Linked DNA regions of Mus musculus: all the other regions are linked to region 1. Evidence: chromatin contacts called from public Hi-C, HiChIP or PLAC-seq and capture Hi-C data. All regions are on one chromosome and are shown on one strand. Each heading gives the region's core, a stretch centred on a gene start, on an enhancer-like site or on the middle of the called end of the contact. The rest is flanking DNA. Distances are from core to core; before and after follow the strand shown. Region 1 overlaps Gm35440 (a long non-coding RNA gene). Region 2 overlaps Fntb (farnesyltransferase, CAAX box, beta). Region 3 overlaps Fntb (farnesyltransferase, CAAX box, beta). Region 4 overlaps Gm35189 (a long non-coding RNA gene).

The links. A called contact is a pair of places that touch in the nucleus more often than the background predicts. HiChIP or PLAC-seq counts read pairs in DNA pulled down with a chosen protein or histone mark. Capture Hi-C pulls out chosen DNA fragments and counts their contacts.
Region 2: a capture Hi-C map of embryonic stem cells shows a contact between it and region 1, with 3 times the contacts expected there. The contact joins two enhancer-like sites. A contact is called at or near these places in 1 of 15 datasets of contacts at CTCF or cohesin (pro-B cells), 2 of 115 datasets of contacts at active chromatin or transcription factors (astrocytes and embryonic stem cells) and 1 of 9 other capture datasets (embryonic stem cells).
Region 3: a contact with region 1 is called in a Hi-C map of embryonic stem cells, with 12 times the contacts expected there. The contact joins two enhancer-like sites. A contact is called at or near these places in 1 of 15 datasets of contacts at CTCF or cohesin (pro-B cells) and 1 of 484 Hi-C or Micro-C datasets (embryonic stem cells).
Region 4: a contact with region 1 is called in an H3K27ac HiChIP or PLAC-seq map of embryonic stem cells, with 11 times the contacts expected there. The contact joins two enhancer-like sites. A contact is called at or near these places in 2 of 15 datasets of contacts at CTCF or cohesin (embryonic stem cells and large pre-B cells), 3 of 484 Hi-C or Micro-C datasets (cerebral cortex, cortical neurons and embryonic stem cells) and 7 of 115 datasets of contacts at active chromatin or transcription factors (bone marrow-derived macrophages, embryonic basal ganglia, embryonic hindbrain and 3 more).

The regions. Positions count from the first base shown.
Region 1 is chr12:77,779,035-77,783,380 of GRCm38.p6, reverse strand. Gm35440 (a long non-coding RNA gene) reads right to left here. Exons shown (of 4, transcript XR_381711.3): 2 at 618-734. Among named protein-coding and RNA genes, the nearest start is that of Gm35440, 31 kb to the right of the region's middle. Within about 2 kb of position 1,905, at least 49 of the 459 cell types and tissues checked have an H3K27ac peak or open chromatin away from gene starts, as enhancers often do. A contact at or near this core is called in embryonic stem cells, where this site is marked.
Region 2 is chr12:76,873,101-76,877,446 of GRCm38.p6, reverse strand. Fntb (farnesyltransferase, CAAX box, beta) reads right to left here. Exons shown (of 12, transcript NM_145927.2): 3 at 3,999-4,071; 4 at 2,324-2,415. Among named protein-coding and RNA genes, the nearest start is that of Gm46357, 7.5 kb to the right of the region's middle. Within about 2 kb of position 2,421, at least 23 of the 459 cell types and tissues checked have an H3K27ac peak or open chromatin away from gene starts, as enhancers often do. A contact at or near this core is called in embryonic stem cells, where this site is marked.
Region 3 is chr12:76,893,810-76,898,155 of GRCm38.p6, reverse strand. It overlaps Fntb (farnesyltransferase, CAAX box, beta), which reads right to left. Exons shown (of 12, transcript NM_145927.2): 7 at 743-829. Gm46358 (a long non-coding RNA gene) reads left to right here. Exons shown (of 2, transcript XR_001780630.2): 2 at 707-2,592. Among named protein-coding and RNA genes, the nearest start is that of Gm46358, 14 kb to the left of the region's middle. Within about 2 kb of position 2,250, at least 36 of the 459 cell types and tissues checked have an H3K27ac peak or open chromatin away from gene starts, as enhancers often do. A contact at or near this core is called in embryonic stem cells, where this site is marked.
Region 4 is chr12:77,037,720-77,042,065 of GRCm38.p6, reverse strand. Gm35189 (a long non-coding RNA gene) reads left to right here. Exons shown (of 5, transcript XR_872836.1): 4 at 1-223; 5 at 2,040-3,472. Among named protein-coding and RNA genes, the nearest start is that of Gm35189, 15 kb to the left of the region's middle. Within about 2 kb of position 2,570, at least 124 of the 459 cell types and tissues checked have an H3K27ac peak or open chromatin away from gene starts, as enhancers often do. A contact at or near this core is called in embryonic stem cells, where this site is marked.

The DNA.
Region 1 (4,346 bases), core at 656-3,155:
TGTGAAAGCTCTCTGGTTAGGAAAAATCCAGCCCACACATCAGCTAATTGTCTTTGGGAAAGTTATTTAATATCTCTAAACCTAAATGGCCTCGTATGGACAGAAGGAGGAGAAAGAGAGACACAAAGGACTTTTAAATGAGATAGTCCATGTACACCAACCACCTTAAATAGGATTATTACCATAGGGTCTATGAACCAAGTCTTACAAATAAGACATTGAATGGGAGATAATTAGTAATTGGAGATTATGTGTAGCTAGATGTTCAGGGTGATTGCTAGTGAATGAAGCCATCTCCATGACAACCATGGTGTGTTTTACTTCACACCCCCTCCCCCTCCCATGGATCACCTAAGGCCCTGTTTTACTTTTTAGCTGCAAGACCCTCTGACCATTCTGAGTGCATTAATAGGATAAACAAAAAAGTTTCTTCTTTTAAAAGTAGCTTTTAGTCATTTCAAGTAATCTATGAAGGCATCCTCTTTAAAAAATCAACATTACAGAGAAGACAGACATCTGTCATTTCTATTCTCATTTTTATTCCAGAGGTAGCTCTCCCTATCAGTTAAATGAGCCTCATGCATTTTGCAATGCATTAAACATGTATGTTACCTTACCTGTAGAGAAACACACTGTGTTGTATGGTTAGGCTTTTTACATATGTCATGATAGCATGTGTCACTCCGTGGCTTCATCGTCTTTGCTCAGTCAGTAGTAGTTTCTGAGTTCTTTACCTGTCAGTACACATAATACATTATTTTAAAGTCTACCTTAAGTGTCTGGGAGCGGGCTGGTGAGATGGCTCAGTGGGTAAGAGCACCCGACTGCTCTTACCGAAGAGTCCAGAGTTCAAATCCCAGCAACCACATGGTGGCTCACAGCCATCTGTAACGAGATCTGACTCCCTCTTCTGGAGTGTCTGAAGGCAGCTACAGTGTACTTACATATAATCAATAAATAAATCTTAAAAAAAAAAAGTGTCTGGGAGCATAGCTCAGTGGCACGGTGGTGGTGTGGCTTGCATAGAGCCCCTGGTGGTGTGGCTTGCATAGAGCCCCTGGTTTCACGCCCTGCACTGCACTAAGCAAACAAAGACGTTGCTCTGTATCTGTGTTTTTGGATGAGCCGATGTACTTAGCCAGCTCCGTTTAGGCGGCCATGTAAGTCACTTCACATTTTAGTAGCTGCTGTCAAGTCACTCTACAAAGCTTGTATCCCTGACAGCAGAATATGGAAATAAGCTGGCTTAGCTTTTGTAGATGTTTTCTAGGGTTTGGGAGTCCATTTTCCTGCTTGACCATGAAACTGAGTACGTTTGCTGTGTATTTATGGGCTATTTGTACTTCTTTGTCTGTGAACTGGCATTTTGTATCTTTGCAATATTTTCCTATTAGATTTTTTCATTTCTTTTTATTAAAGAGATTCTTTATATATTCTAGATACTGATCCTATATTGAAAGCATTTTGCCCCTTTGTCTCTTAAGTTTTTATGTTTTTTTTTTCAGCCATAAAGATGTTCTTGGTGTTAACATAGTCCAATTTATTAGTCTTATATACCCTAGGGATTTTTGCACATTGTTTAGAAATCTCTATTATGACAAATCGGGGGGGGGTGTCTTCCTCAATTCTATGGTTTCTTTGTGCATCTTGGTTATTAAGGACTGAGGTGTTCTAGGCAAAAAAAAAAAAAAAAGGTCGCACACACATTTCAGGTGTCTCAACAACCCAGCTGTGACTGCCACCTTGACAGGTCAGAACTGGCCCGGCCCTCCAGGCACGCGCGATCCCAGAAGTGTCCAGCAGAGGGCGCTGTCTGAGCAGGTCTGCCAGTCTCCACTAGGGCCCCGGAAGGATTCTGTCTCACCAAAGAGAACATTTTAACTGCTCAGAAATTAGTAAATTCCAGTGAGAGAGGCTGTAGCTGAGCCAGGAAAAAGACCAGGAGCAAAGTCTGTTTCTCTGTGTACTCCACAGTGGGAAGTGAATCGGGCCAAGGGGAAAGTGTCCTGGCGGCCTCTGTGTTTTCATGGCAGCCGAGAGCGCGCAGATCAAAGCGCTCCAGCATCACAGAAGGTTTTCTCCAAGGGAAGCTTCCATGTCTGTTTAAGTCTGGTCCACACTCCTGAGATGAAAGCTCCAGTTTTACAGAGGAAATGCTATTTACTGGACAAACAACAGGCGGGATGGAGACATGTAATCCCCAAATTTAGTCTGATTTCATCAATAATTCAAAATCCTGGCTCCTTTTGCATGAGGGGTGGGGCAAAAAGAGGCCAGTGGCCAGAGGCACAGCTGACTTCAGAAGGGAAGTCCAGGAATTACCAAACAATTCGCTTCAGTACAGCTCCCTTCCAGCCTCGCCAGCGCCGCCGTGTACTGAGCTAACAGGGCTGGTTTCGTTGGCTTGTTTAGTATTGTTGATGTGGGTTCAACTGCATCATGGAACCAGAGGAGCATTGACAATGAAGCCCATAGATCAGCATAAATATATTGATCCAAATGAATGTACGATTCTGAACAAGCCTCTGTGTTCACGGGTGGGTTTTTCCTGCTTGCCACTCAGAAACTTTGAGCCTTCCTCTGCACCTAGCTGTGTGGCTGGCTCAGGAAGGCTTGGTGAGAGAGTGTGGCTCCTTTGTCTTTCAGAATCAGGGAAGCACTGGGCCACCTGAATACACAGCCCTTTTCCCCACAGATGCCTGGGAGTGTTAGAGATTTTCAGATGGGCGAGGGTTTCCATAACCCCTTTTGCCTTCCATTAACACTGCTTAGAAACAGCCCCTGCATTAATTATCTTCAGCCATTTCTTTTGAGCATACTCTTTGATCTCTGCCCCAACCTTGACTAACACAGAAACCTAGATCCATCTTAATTCCTCGTGCTTAAAACAGGTCAAATGTAGTCAATGTTTACTGTAGGTTTGGACTTCATCGTCGACACAAATAATTTGTTAAGTCCAATAGTGGCTGCTGTCTCCATGCCTTTTCCAGACACAGATCAAGACAATGTAAATATGCCTTTAAAAACCCTGCTGGGGAGGGACAGGGTATATAGCTGGGCTGGGAGAGCTTGTGTCCAGTATGTTTGATCCCTGGCATTGCTCTCGTCCCCCATCCCCACGTCCCCAATGCCATCTAGATACATCTTCTGCCATTCTCTACCATTGGTTTATCAGAGCCCCTTCCCCCAGGCTCACAGAAATGTCTCATTTGCTGTAAATAGTCTCCAATTCAGTCATAAACTTTGAAAGCAAGAACCTGGAAGCTGAAAGGATCAGAGGACCCAATTTGGAGGCCCATGATGGTCTGACTGATTCATTAAGGGAAGGCTGTAGGTAGTTGCCAGAGACGTAAATTGCATTTATATGCTGCCCTCCCCTTCAGGGAGGGGATTGCTGTCTTGTAAGCTAAACAGGCAATAAACTGCCACTCTAAGTAGGTAAAGCCATTTAGTCTTCATCTCTCCGGCAGATATACATGACGAAGTGAGGTGCTCCACCAGCCCCCTTCTCCTCACCTTCCACCTGCAAGCTGCAAGCCTAAACAAAGCAACAAAACCCAGAAATGGTGACAGGAGAGAGACCCCAGTCTATATATAGGGTAACCCCCAATAACAGAGAGCTTTTAGACACCTGCTTTAATTAAACCCTGAGCCCGTTTGGTGGCCCCCTTTCTTTTCCTTGCGCTACTGAGGATTGAACCCAGGCCCTGCATGTGCTACCGCTGGGCTATATCCATTGCTCTTTTTAAATTTTATTTTGATACAAGGTTTCATTGTATAACCCAAGCTGGCCTCAAACTTGAAACTTTCCTGCCTCAGTCTCTCTACCTGGCTGAGGGTATAGCCCTGTGCCACCGTGTCCAACTACTGAGCCTTGTCCCACAGACTCCCCTAGATTTTTTCACCTCTCCTTCCTGGCTGTTCCTCTTCATCTGTGGACTCTTGCCCAGACCACTTTCCATCTCGTTTTCAGCCCTTATGCACTGACACCTTGATCATCTACATTTTAGGACTGTTAAAAATCTCTGTGTTTGCATTCAGTTGCCACCTCTGTCCCCTTGCTTTGAGTCCCCTGGGCCACCACAGTACCTTTACAATGTGCTGACACTCCTGCCATCAGTATGGCCTGCAAACCGGTGTGGCCCAATCCTCCCACCACTTCTGTGTCCTCTGACGCCATGCCCCCGTATGCTGTTTGGGTTTCTTGCTTTCTCCGTGTAACCCAGAGGCTCTCAAGCCTTCCAGTGCTGTGACCCTTAATACGGTTCCTCATGTTGTGATGACCCTTATCACAAAATTATTTTCATTGCTACTTCATAACTGTCATTTTGCTACTGTTATGAATC
Region 2 (4,346 bases), core at 1,172-3,671, 910 kb after region 1:
AGTGAGATCTGTCTCTAAAACTGTTAATACACTAAAAAAATAAAGATAAGGTTTATTAAATCAATGCTCAGAAGAACCATGAATTAAATACTTTCAAGGCAGTTGTAAAATAAACTCTTAGCCATTGATTATTAAAATGGTTCTTGAAATTGAGACAAATTGACTATTTTCAAAATATCCACTTTTGAAGTAGAAGGAACAATAAGGTCTCACTATATAGCTTTGGCTAGCCTTGAACTCCCTATGTAGACCAGGCTGGCATCGAACGCAGAGATCCACTTAGCTGATTAAAGGCGTGCACCCCCATGCCCAGCTACTTTAAGTAAGATTTAAAGCATCCCTTGGCACTGATGCTGTTCACTGTGACAAGGTCTTTAAAGAGGCCTCTCCTCCCATCTGGAGCTCTCCTTCCACCCTGTGTGTCCCGGGTCACACTCAGGCCTTTGTACTTCAAGGCAGGTGCCTGCGGAGCCATCTCACGGCCCCTCTTCCTATCTAATACTGACACAAAAGCAGCTAACACTGACTTTCTCAGAGAAGTGGCCCTGAAAAAGGACCTTCTGTGCAACCTAGAAAAACAAAGGAAGCTGCTGGTGACGGGCTCCCACTGCAGGAGCCGCCATCTTGTCTCTGTACCCAACGCGGTCTGTGTCATCTCTCAGGCCTCCACGGGTCTCTCACAAACTCCTCCTTCCCATCCCTTCTCTAATACGCATCCCTCCTATTCTAGCATACATCCTGACAGTGCGGGCGTTGGGTGGGGGGCTTCCCAAAGAACCCCCCAGCCCCCAACTGGTATTTCAAATACACCCTGGCCTTTATTTTGACAATTAAATTCCTGTGACTGCAGAAACTGAGTCCAACTCCACTTCCAGAGCTGGAAGCAAGCAAGCTTGTTGCAATGTCTGGATTATAAAAACAAGACATATTTTCCCTCTGTCACAGAAATATGAATTCTAAGGGTTAATGGCTTAATTCTTTATTATCTCCTCCATCCACATTCATCACAAGACATCCTTCCCAGGGAGGCGAGAATGAGAGGTTATTGTTAAAAGAGAATGAATGAGACAATGTAAGTTCTGTTCTTCTGACCTGACAATGTGACCAAGGCAGGGGCTCTGGGACTAGGGAGGGCTCCAGCGAGCCTCCACGAGTCTTGGCACAGCTGCTACCTTCTGCTGTGGGAAAACCAAACCTGGCTCAGGACACTTGCTTCCCAAACTCCTTGCCCTCCAGAGTACAAGGGAGTGGGGGCACACAGCCCAGAAGACACGCTCTCAGTAAACCCCTTAGATTCAGTTCCTGGCCGTCCTTTCCTAGGTCTGGTATTTTCAAGGTTGGGGGCAGGGTCAGTTTTTGTGTTTGTTTTTCTTAAAATACGACCCGTGATGAGCACGAGGTGCCACTTTACAAGCTGCACCTGCACCAGCAGTGTGGGGCACCGCTACGTTGCTCACATGTCTTGTCATCAATCAGAGGTCAATGAGACTGTGAGTCTCACACGGCACTGGTACCCAAGACAGTTACCCACCTAGTCCTGTGGAGAGCTGGCCTGTTCCCAGCCTTTACACCTCCATGGAGGTGTGTAAGGAAGGTAAGAGTGTTTTGATTCACAGTAGTACATGCTTTCCGTGGCGTTTCGTCATAACTGTCAGGCATGATGGTGAGGACTTCTTCTCAAAGGTCAAAGCCAGAGTACATGGGAGGCTGAGGCAGGAGGATCACTGTGAGTTGGAGGCCAGCTTGGTCTATAGAGTGAGTTCAAAGCAGCTACACACAGAGACTTTCCTTATCTGAGTAAATGGGGGTTTTTGTTTGGTTGGTTTTGGTGGGTTTTTTTGTTTGTTTGTTTTTACTGTTGTTTTGTTGGAGACAAGGTTTCTCCATGTAGCCCTGGCTGTATGTAGACCAGGCTGTCCTTCAGCTCACAGACATCTGCCTCCCAAGAGCTGGGATTAAAGGCCTGGACCGACACCACCTTGTCTTTAAAAAAATAAAATAAAATAAAAATAGAGGGGGAAGGTGGAGAGGGAGAGGAAAAGAGGGAGGGAGTAGAAGAGAGGGAGGGAGAGAAAGACGGAATGAAGAAAAAACATCCCAGACCTCCTCTGGAAGTTGAAAGAGTTGCTCTACCCACCAGTTTAGAGCAGAGCTTCTGTGTGGAGGAGTTTCCGGAAGTTGCTGGAGGTCAAGGGAAGGGCAAGGGTTTCTCTGTAACAAGGTTTTCTCCCCGTTTACATCAAATAAAACAGGAGCAAAAGGAATTCCAAATCCAGGACGCGATTCCAAAGTATACCCCAGGCTCCCCAAAGCCAGAACTCACTCTGTGGCCACTATCTGGGGGATGGGTTCGTCAAGGAGCTCCAGGCTGTGCAGGATCCAGTAGCAGAGCCAGGGGCGGCTGGCATCCAGACACTGAGGGGGACCGGGAGAAAACACACCCTTTAGTCAGTCGCTCCAAGGTCCTGTGACAAGGCTACATCTGTCTTAGTTCCTGAAGCCTAGCAAGGGGAGGAGGAGGCAGGCACTCTCGCTCCCTCGGACAACAATCAGCAAAAGAAGGGTGCTTTCATCTGTGACAACAGAACAACAGGGAACAAGTCTTAAACTCTTCTTAAGTCCCTGCTGCAGGAGTCCAAGCAAGGCTGAGCAGAGAACTTACACACAGGGCAGTTAACTGCTGCTGGTTTCCCTCTGCAGACAAGGAAACACATCTTCCTTCTCACAAGGACATTTCCTGAATTCACTCATTTACAGATTCAGCAAATATTTGGTATCTGCTTGTGCCAGACCTTAGACACTGGGGGCATGTCGATGTCAGAAACTGATTGTGAGTCTTGGGGTGCTCAGCACGTGGAATACTGACTGGCATGGCTATCTTAGAGAAAGACGCAGTAGACACATAAGCCTGAGTTACCCAGTGTCTTCCCGGAACGAGGTTAGCAAAGCACCTGTTAGGTGCTCGGAGGACCCGGAGAAAGATGAGTGTGTCTGGAGACAGGGCAAAGGCTTCTGGAGGTGATGCGTGCACAGACCTTGATCCTAATTCAAGTCAAACATGACAGCTGAGCAGCCCGTGCTCCACAGGGCAGGTGGTACCAGTTACAGGTTCTATATGTTTAAAGTACATCAACAAGGTCTGGGGAGACTCATTTTCTCCAGGTTATAAAAGAAGTAAATGCCAGAGTTGGGGTGTCGGCTGTGTTACCCGGGTTACCTATGCTAGGCTTGGAAAACCCCTACACACACACACACACACATCAAACATCGAACTCTGAAATAAAAGTCAATTAAAGGCAGTGCTATCCTTTGTAAAGGGAGGCAGGGAGATGGGAGCCCTCCCTGCTGGTCACAGCCTTTTCTACCCCCACACGGCTCTTAGGCCCTTCCATCATCTCATGGCTCTTAGGATCATGCTTTAAGATTTACTCTGTTTAGTGCCCTCTGGGATTCAAGTCCTGGTCCTCTGGCCAAACTGACTTTGATCTCCAAGTAAAGGGAGTCAGGAGAAAGCAGGCTGTGATCAAATAATGAAGGACAGGCCTAGCCCATCTAGAATGTTCCACTAGCTCTGGGGGTCTAGGGGCTGACAAAACTGGAGAAGATTTTGTTTTGTTTTGTTGGTTTGGTTGTTTTTTTGGTTTTTTTTTTTTTGTTTTGTTTTGTTTTTGTTTTTTTGAGACAGGGTTTCTCTGTGTAGCCCTGGCTATCCTGGAACTCGCTCTGTAGACCAGGCTGGCCTCAACCTCATAGAGATCTGCCCTCCTGTCTCCTCCTCCTGAGCGCTGGGTCTAAAGGCATGTGCCGTCACCTCTTAGCTGGAGAAGCCTTTCTTTAGCCCATAAGTAGAGCATCAGCTCTGAACCAGCAGTCTGGTTCCTGCCAGAGCCATGTGACCCAGCGGGCGCATCTGCAACAGGTGAGACCAACAACAGCCTTCATGTTCAACCAGAAGCACTGCCCAGGGCTTGACCGGAAGTCCCCAGGCCATGTCTTACCTCATAGGCATCTGTCAGTTGTCGAAGGCCTCTTTTCAGATAATGGAAGTGCTTCTCCCTCTGCAAAATGAGCCTGGAAAGAGAAAGAGTCTGTAAGCCCTTCTGCAAGCTCACACGAGCACACGCACGCTCTGACACACACCTGTTAGGACACTGCCCAGAGTCATTACGTGGATTCCTGGTAACTTCAGTATGTACAAAAAGTAACTACACCAAGGGCAAAGAGGCAGACGGCTGAGTTCTCTGGGTGCCTGCACGCTGTTCTGAGAGGAAACACCTTGTGAAGGAGGGGACTGCCCTGCACTGGGCACACAGCACATGATGGTTGGTGCTGACAGTCTACTGGAG
Region 3 (4,346 bases), core at 1,001-3,500, 890 kb after region 1:
ACACTCACACACACACATACACACCCCCACACAAATACACACTCACATACACACAAATACACTCACACACACACAAATACACACCCCCACACAAATAGACACACATACATACACCCACACACACAAATACACACACACACACACACATACACACACACACACAAATACACACATACTCACACACACATACACACCCCCACATAAATACACACTCACTCACACATATACACACACAAACACGTGCCTTTTGTTTTCTGTTTTCTATTTTAAAAAGGCTCTCTTACAGCCCAGGCTAGCCTGAAACTCAGGATGGGGCTAAAGAAGGCCTTCTGAATGCTGTGATCACCTTGTGGGTACCGAGGGCCACCACACCCAGTCCTGTTTCCAGTGTTTTGTTCTTATAAATGAGTCTTTGTCTCTTTCATGCACGTGGGTGAGTTTCTGTAGGAGTGAAGTTTCTGGGTTTTCTAAGCAAGGCTGTTTTGAGATATTGCCAAACTGCTTTAATCAATTTAGACATACTCTCACCAAGGCTACTCACCAAAGGTTTTGATCTGTGCCAATATAAACTATAATATAGCATTAATGGAAGTCTAAAAATAATCCCAGGTACTTATAAAGGGCACAGAACTAACTCCTAAGACAGCTCTTATAATTTTATATTCCCTTCTGGGCTTTCAAGTTTTTTATGTTTCTTGACTGCTAGCTCTCTGGGGACTGGGGACCATGTGACTTCTCCCACCTGGCTATCCATTCGGCCGTGCCTTCAAAGAGGTCTGGAGTGATGATGTTGGTGAGAGAGGCTACCGAGGCAGCACAGTATGCACTCCTGCAAAGACGGAAACAGGGAAACACATTAGGCTCCAAGGAAAAGCCAGAACGAGGCCCAGAAAAATGCCTGGGTACATTACTGCAGTCACATCTCATTCTTGGCACACAGCTGTTCTTCTTGGGTCTCCGAGAGGTGTGACATTCTGTCTGGATGGAGTTGCTCACGACACGGCTTCAGTGAAGGAACATGGCATTCTCTGTCTCCGCACAGGCATACTACAGCCTCAGAATTGATGGTCATATCAATTCATCTCAAAAATAGATTGAGCCCTTTTTCCAAAGACCTACCAACGGTTCCCACATCTCATCTGGTGTTGATGAGGTTCGTTCGGATGTCTCACTGCTACGGACTCAGGACCTCTGTCTGAACTCACTCCGAAGCAGGCCACCACACTCTACTAGCTGCTCAAGCCACACAAGAGAGACAGGAATTGGTACATCCTTATGCCTCTAGAGAAAAGAGCTCTGATTTCAAGTGTTGTCATCAGATACGCAGAAACACACCTTTCAGCAAAAAAAAAAAAAAAAAAAAAAAAAAAAAAAAGTAGGAACAGTGCTTTGGATATGGCTCAGTTGGTAAAGTGCTTACCAAGCACGCACAAAGCCCTAGTTGTGCAAAACTGGTCATGGTAATGTATGCCCTAATCTCAACACTCAAGAGGCAGAGGCAGGGGGATGGCAAGTTCAAGGTTATTCTCAACTTGAGATACATGAGATACTGTTTCAAACGGAAAACATAAGAAGGTAGCCCTGTCTTTCCGGAAGGCAGGGTAGTTCTGGGGATCTAACTCAGGGCTGTGCACACGCCATGAGCATTCTCTTCCACTAAGCTCTATTTCCAGCTATCTGAAAATGAGCAAATAAAATAAAATAAAATATGATTTGAGATACTCTTGTCATTCTATTCGTTCAGTCATAAGTCTCAGGACATTCATCTTCTCCACCTGTCATGGAACCCATTCATACAGTCTTTTCCAATACCCACCATGGAAAGTCAAAAATTATTTCTTTGAATTCTACTTACAAATCCTGACTCTAAGAGCTCAGAAGGAACAGGAGAGGGAAGGAAAAGAAAGCTTGGCTCCCATCTTATTCTATGTATAGACTTAACATGAAGCCAACCTTACTGAGGCATTCTATAGAAATCTCTGCAGAAGCCACGGGCTTGAATGTCCTATCAGCATTTATGACCGGCCAGGCTTCCACTGGCCAAAGGCACAGCAGAGGTTGAGCTGCGCCAGCAGGCATCCTGAGTGCACAAGAGAGAGTCAAGTGTGCCGAGGGCCAAATGCTGTCGTTTACCATATGCTAACTTTGAAGGTATGATCTAATTTCCTCCAGGCCTTGAGCTGCTCACAAAGGCCCAGCACTGTTTTCGGAGGCTCTTGAATCCTAATGAGGTAGGGAGGGGGCCTGTAATGCAGTCTGCCTTTCATCAGAACTGACAGGGGAGGCAGTTGTGGAATTCTGTCCTCCAGGGTGTGACGTGGCTGCTACAGTCTTGAAATCAGAGCAGTTGTGATGACTTCAATAGATCCTCACAAGATAGTGTCTATTAATATTCCTGTGTAGGAGGAGGGTGGGGGCGGGGCATCAGACCCTTATTGGAGACACTGGCCACTTCTTTTCTGAAACCTGCTTCCCCACTAGGTGTATGTAATCCTGACCTGAGCTGTACGTGGTCTTAGGTGCTAGAGAGTATGTAGGAGGTAGAAGATTGCTTGGGGTGAGGATCTGAATAAAGCAGCTATCATGACTAAACTGTTTCTTTGGCCTGTTATTTTCCAATCTACTGAGGGTGAACAGAAATTCGCCTCCTAGGACAAGACAATCAGCAACTAGTGGCCGGGCAGGGGATGAATGGAACCAGAGATGAGTTGAGGGCAGTACAGTTACATGGCCTCTGCTAAAGGAGATGGGCTAGCAACTGAGGCTGAGCCATCTGAGGGAAGAGCATCCAGGGGGCGCTCCAATGTGGCCTTCTTTCCCCATGTGGTCTGGATAAGCATGTCTCCATGCTGGAACAGCAAGTGAAGCCTCCCCAATAATGATGTAAGACATGAAACAGAAGCTGAGCTGTCTAACCCAAAGTCTGCAGGGGAGATCCCAGGGCAACTGTCCTCCTCTCTACTCCTTGATGTGACACAGGGTGACAGGCTTCTTGATGTCTGTATTAGAGACACCCTCAGATGGTTGATGGACCCAAGAATAAATCACCATCCCTGACGCCTCCATGTACGGATGGAATAGGACAGCCAAGAAAACCAAGACTGTGGCCGATGAGACAAGCAGCAGAAACTGAGCTGTCTGCCCGGAGGATGGAATCTGCTCACGGGAGGGAGGAGTTAGAGTGGGATGGGGCATGTGGGTGTTGTACTCCATGTTAGCCTTCCAGCAGGATGCCCTAGCCTAGATAAAGACAAGAGGGAGAGGTGCTGGCTTGCCACTGCTTAGGGCTGGAGCAAACAATGGGAAAGTGTAAATTGGATCTGTACAAATAACCCTCTGCAATCCAAGAGTCTGGAACGCGTGGGAAAAATCAAACAGGGAAACGAGGTAGAAACGATAGCAAGGGAAGGAGGCCTGGGAGAGGAGCAGGTGAGAGTTCTGTGTGTTCAGCAGGGAGCTAAGAAGGACATTAAAGCAGTGGGCGCCTTGGGACTGGGTTATGGGTCTTTTGAGGTTTGCCAGTGACCACGCTGTGTAATGATCTCTGTGAGGAAGGAGAGGTGCTGGTGGACCTGGGTAATTTAGACTGGCATGTCCATCTGGTTTGTAAAGGGCTAAAGCCATCAAGAGGAGGTTTGAAAAAGAAAAACCAGATAAAACGGCCTGTTCGTGTCCGGGTCACTTGAAAGCAAATGAGGCAAAAATCTGTGTTCACATGGAATTCGTAAAAAAGCTGACAGAAAGTCAAATACATTATGAGCTTCTAGTATAGTGTTTCTCAACCTGTAGGTCGAGACCTCCTTGGGGTCCAACAACCCTTTCACAGAGCTCACCTAAGATCATCAGAAAACACAGATGATTTGCATTACAATTCATAACAGCAGCAAAATCATGGTTATGAAGAAGCAACAAAAATAATGTTAAGGTTGGGGGGTCACCACAACATGAGGAACCATTCCCTAAAGTGGAAGAGGACAGTGGTGCCCAATGCTGTGGGGGAAGGAGCCTTGAGGGTGAGAACTGCCACAGCCACTTCCCTAACAAGGTGGCCAATGCTGCTCATACACAAGGGCCTTGCAGGGCAACTAAGCGCCCTGTGATGTGAGGAATTACCGGTGTTCTTCTAATGTGCAGAGATGCCAGAACTACGAGCTGCCTTAGTTCCCGGCTGCCCCGAGGGTCACCAAGAACAATGACCATCAGCGGACTGATACAAAGACAAAGGGGTATAAGTAAAACTCTTGCTGGGGTGGACAATTATCCCCCACTATGCTCTCTACATTTTTCCCTGGAAAATATACTGGGAGTAGAGATTCTCTACCCAACCCAGGACACTTGGAACAGCC
Region 4 (4,346 bases), core at 1,321-3,820, 740 kb after region 1:
AAATATTTAATTATTTAAAAATAAAAGACCCTTTGAGAGGACACTTCGTGGTCACTCACAAAGTAAAGACCCTACGTCCAGACTGCAGGCCTATTTGTTTCACTCCGAAACAAAATTGAAAGAAAACCCTTCAAACTGCATGTGTGAACTCACACCTATGACCCCAGCACTGGGAAGATAAAAACTGGAGGCTCGTCCCATCATGGTCATCCTCGGCTACACAGTAAGTTGGAGGTCAGCCTGGGCTTCATGAGACCTGGTCTCAAAAAGAAAAAGAAAAGGGTGGAGGGTGGGCATGGGAAACATTCACTATCTTCCTGCAGGGTGTGAGCTTCCACTCTCCTGCAGTCCCCACCACTCCCTATTCTATCACACCTCATCTAATATGCTCGCCGAAGCTATCTGCTTGGCTCACACAGGTACCTGAGCTTTTAGCCTGTTTTATGACTGTTTCCCAACCTGCCTGAGAGCAACTGCAAGTTTCCAGTCCTTTCCCGTTTGAGTGCTTGCTTTCTTCAGCATTTCCTGGCCCCTCAGCGCACTTCAGAAGTCATTTCAATTCTTGTTCAGACGGAGAATTTTTTTCCCTTTCCATCTTACGGTTTCACCAATGCCACTAAGGTCTCTCTGAGCAGGAGTCAGGCAACCTCGCCTCTTTGAAGTAGTGCTTTGGTCTCTGCATCTTCTGTGACCCTCAGAGAGGTCAAGAGGTCAGTGAGGGGTGAGTGGCATGTGTTCTTCTCTGGGGGCTCAGGGGCACAGGGGAGGGTCCACTCTCCTGGCAGCTGGAAAAACAGGGAGAGATCTCTCCCAAGCTCTGTATACACATGCTGCTTCAGACACACGACAGGCTTCATTTAATCCCCTATGAAACCCACCCCTGCCCTAAAAATGTTAATTGATTCAGACAATCATCCTCAGCTAGAGGTACACTTTGGTCAAGTCAGACCAGCTCCAGAAGCAACTGTTACACACCCGGCAATGGGATCTTGAAATCAACCAAGGTAAACGTATTTACACCAAAGAAATCCGAAAAGTGGCGTAAACAAAGACTTTCTGAGGGGCGGGAGGAGGCAGTTTCCAACATACTGCTACTGCTTCGGGCCTACTCAGCATTCTCTTCTGTCACAGCAATGGGGAGAAACTGTCAGCTTTGTTTGATCTCGTTCCATCGTGAATGCGTATCTGTGTGTGGGAATGTGCACACGTGCCTGTAAGTGCCCCTTAGAGTCCAGAGAGAGGGTCCACGACCCTCTGGAACTAGAGTTACATGCAGTTGTAAGTTGTCCAACACGGGTGCTGGGCACTGAACCCCAGGACCTCTAGAAGAGCAGCAAGTTCTAAGCACTGAGCCATTTCTCCGGTCCAATTCTGTTCTCTTTTTAAAAGAACTATAATTTGGGGTTTAAGATACACTGTAGGTGTTCAGTTTAATGATCCCACATGGGTGTGTCAGTGAAGACATGCTGTGGCCATGTTTCATTGAATTAATGGTGCATTTTAGAGTATGAGAATTAAGGTTATAAATGTCAATAACAATATGGGACACAGGGCACCAGCCTCCATGTCCAGTGTCATGTCCCCCAGGTCACAATGTTCTAAAGCAGGCATTCTGACTACTAAATTCACTCTTCTTTTCGTTTAGAAGGGAAGAGCACAATAGTTCAGCCTTTAGAGTGGGCAGGCGTGATGCGTTGTGTTGTGTGGTTCTGGGATGCAAACCCTGGATCTCCCACAGGCTAGGCCAATACTGTGTCAATGAGCCACACCCCTAGATCCATCGTCTTCATCCTCCAGTCAAAAGAAGTCTGAACCAACCATTCTCTGGGCAATGGGTTTAACCACCAGAGAAGACGGCACTAAAATTAAGTGAAAATGAGTGAAATTGGAACCAGTCTCCAAACTGGGGTGAGGCCCAGCTGGCGCTGGGAGTTCACAGGCAGTGCACACACTGCCACCCCACATCCTCTAGTGAGTCAGTCACCTTCCTGGTTCCACATGAGTGGCCCAACGCTTCACACTTTCTTTCTCTGTCTCAGTTTCTCCCACCCAGCTTCTTGCCTGAGCAGTGTGTGGAGGTGAAGGAAGAAAAAGCTACACAGGCCTTGAAATATCTCTCTCTGCAAGGAAGAGCCAGGAGAGTATCGGGGCCCAGGCAAACTTCCTCCAGGCGCCACCCAAGCCAGCAGCGCAGAAGAGGTGCACTTGCAGGCCAAACCTTTGAGAACTCCTCCTGCTGACGCCAAGCTGCACAGGATGCCAAGAGAGCAGCAGTGCAAACAGAAACCGCGGTGCAGATCCCTTCGTGAAAACCCATTCGGCAGTCTGGCAAGCAGCCCTGCCCTCTGCTACTTTATTCCCTCGATTCATTGACGTAGATTCTTTCATATCATAACAGCAGCTGGCCAAACCCAGCTGGAATGTTTGGTAGCCTTCACCTCCTTCTTTTCAGGGTGAAGGTTGGAAAGAATCCTCTCAAAGAAGACCCACAATGCACTGCAGTAGGAAGGCTAATAGGCCCGCTCTACCCCCACGCTGGATGCACTTCCTCTTCCTAGCTCTAGGGGCGCCACAGCCATGAAGCTGCGCTGCTTTGTCCCGCTGGGGAGCATGCTGGTTGCAGGGCAAGGGCTGCTGCTTGGTAACCACCCCCACCTCACATATGCGAGGTTGATGCGCCTAAGGAGTGCTGGGATTTCACTATGGTTTATCCCTGAACTCATCCTGAAGTGAAGCACTGTGACATATTAGGAGGGTAGACATTTAATCCAACTGTGGAATTTACAGGAAGGGCTTTGGAAGGGTGAATAAGTGAATCCTGGCGGCTTTGTAGATAGAAGATGGGCCCGTGAGATGGTTCAGCAGGTAAAGGCTTGCGGCCAAGCCTGACAACTTGAGTTTCATCCAGGGACCAATATGGTAGAAGCAGAAAAACAACTCCAGCAAATTGTCTTCTGGCCGCCATACAAACACCTCAGCATATGCATGCCCACACAGAAATAAATCAAATAAAAAAATTTTTAATTAAAAATAAGAATAAAAGGAGGAGAAGCAAGGTGTGGTGGCACATGCCTGTAAGCCCAGCAGAGGCAGGAACGTTGCTGAAGGCTTTTGCCTGGTCTGCACAAGGAGTTCCAGGCCAGCCTCAGCTACACACACACACACACACACACACACACGTGCACTTTCTGTCTCTTCCCATGCAATGTTATGTGACGCCTCACAACTGTCAGCAAGGTCATCACCATGGCCAGATATAGTGACGAATGCCTGTAATTTCAGACATCTCTCCACCTGAGGGTAGAAGCAGGAGGGTCAGGGATTCAAAGCAATTTCAAGGCTAGCCTAGGCTACTTAAGAACCTGTTTCTAAAAAAAAAAGAAAAGAAAAGAAATATATAATTACCAGATATAACACTTTGGCCTTGCCCTCTCCGACTCACAAATCAAATTTAACCTCTTTTCATTATAAAGTAGCCTGCCTCTGGTATTTTATTACAGTAATTAAAATGGTATGTAACAGTAATGGATCTTGTTGTTGTTGTTGTTGTTGTTGTTGTTGTTTATTAAACTCCCATTTCAGAGTTGAACTTGTTGGGGACACCTATCCAAAGAGACTGCAGAGATTAGTCCTTCTCTGATCTAACGTACTCCATATCGCATAAAACTGTAGCTCCTTGCCCGAGTGATTCCAGTGTGCTACATTCCACATGCGAGTGCTGAGACAGAAGGATTCAACATCTCATTTACACAAGTGAACAATCACCACCTGCCCAGCGCAGACCATGGCACAGACGGAAAACTCACTTGCACACACTCGTCAAACCAAATTAGGAACATGTGGACACATGGGCAGATCAAAACCAAATCACTAAAACAGACATGCCTCCCTCCCCCGGATCACCTAAGAGGAAGAATCCTCACACTGGGTCACAGCACCCACCCCAACCACCAGATCCTAGTCCCTGTTCCCAGAGTTTCCATCCAACACGATCCTGTCGAGGTGACCTGCTCTGGACAGCCATTTGCTCTGAACTAGCTTTTCGTCTTGGCCAAGCTCTGTGTTCATCCCTACCCAGCTCCAACATCTCAGTCACCAGACTCATTAACATTCAGCATCCGCAGTGACTCTCCTGGTACCAGCCCTCCTCTCTAGCCTTTAGTAAGGCCTCTTTAACCTATAGTTCTTTAACCCATTATTGTCATTCAGGTGCAAATATATAACACATATTACGGGGCTGGTGAGATGGTTCAGTGGGTAAGAGCACCCGACTGCTCTTCCGAAGGTCTGGAGTTCAAATCCCAGCAACCACATGGTGGCTCACAACCATCTGTAACAAGATCTGA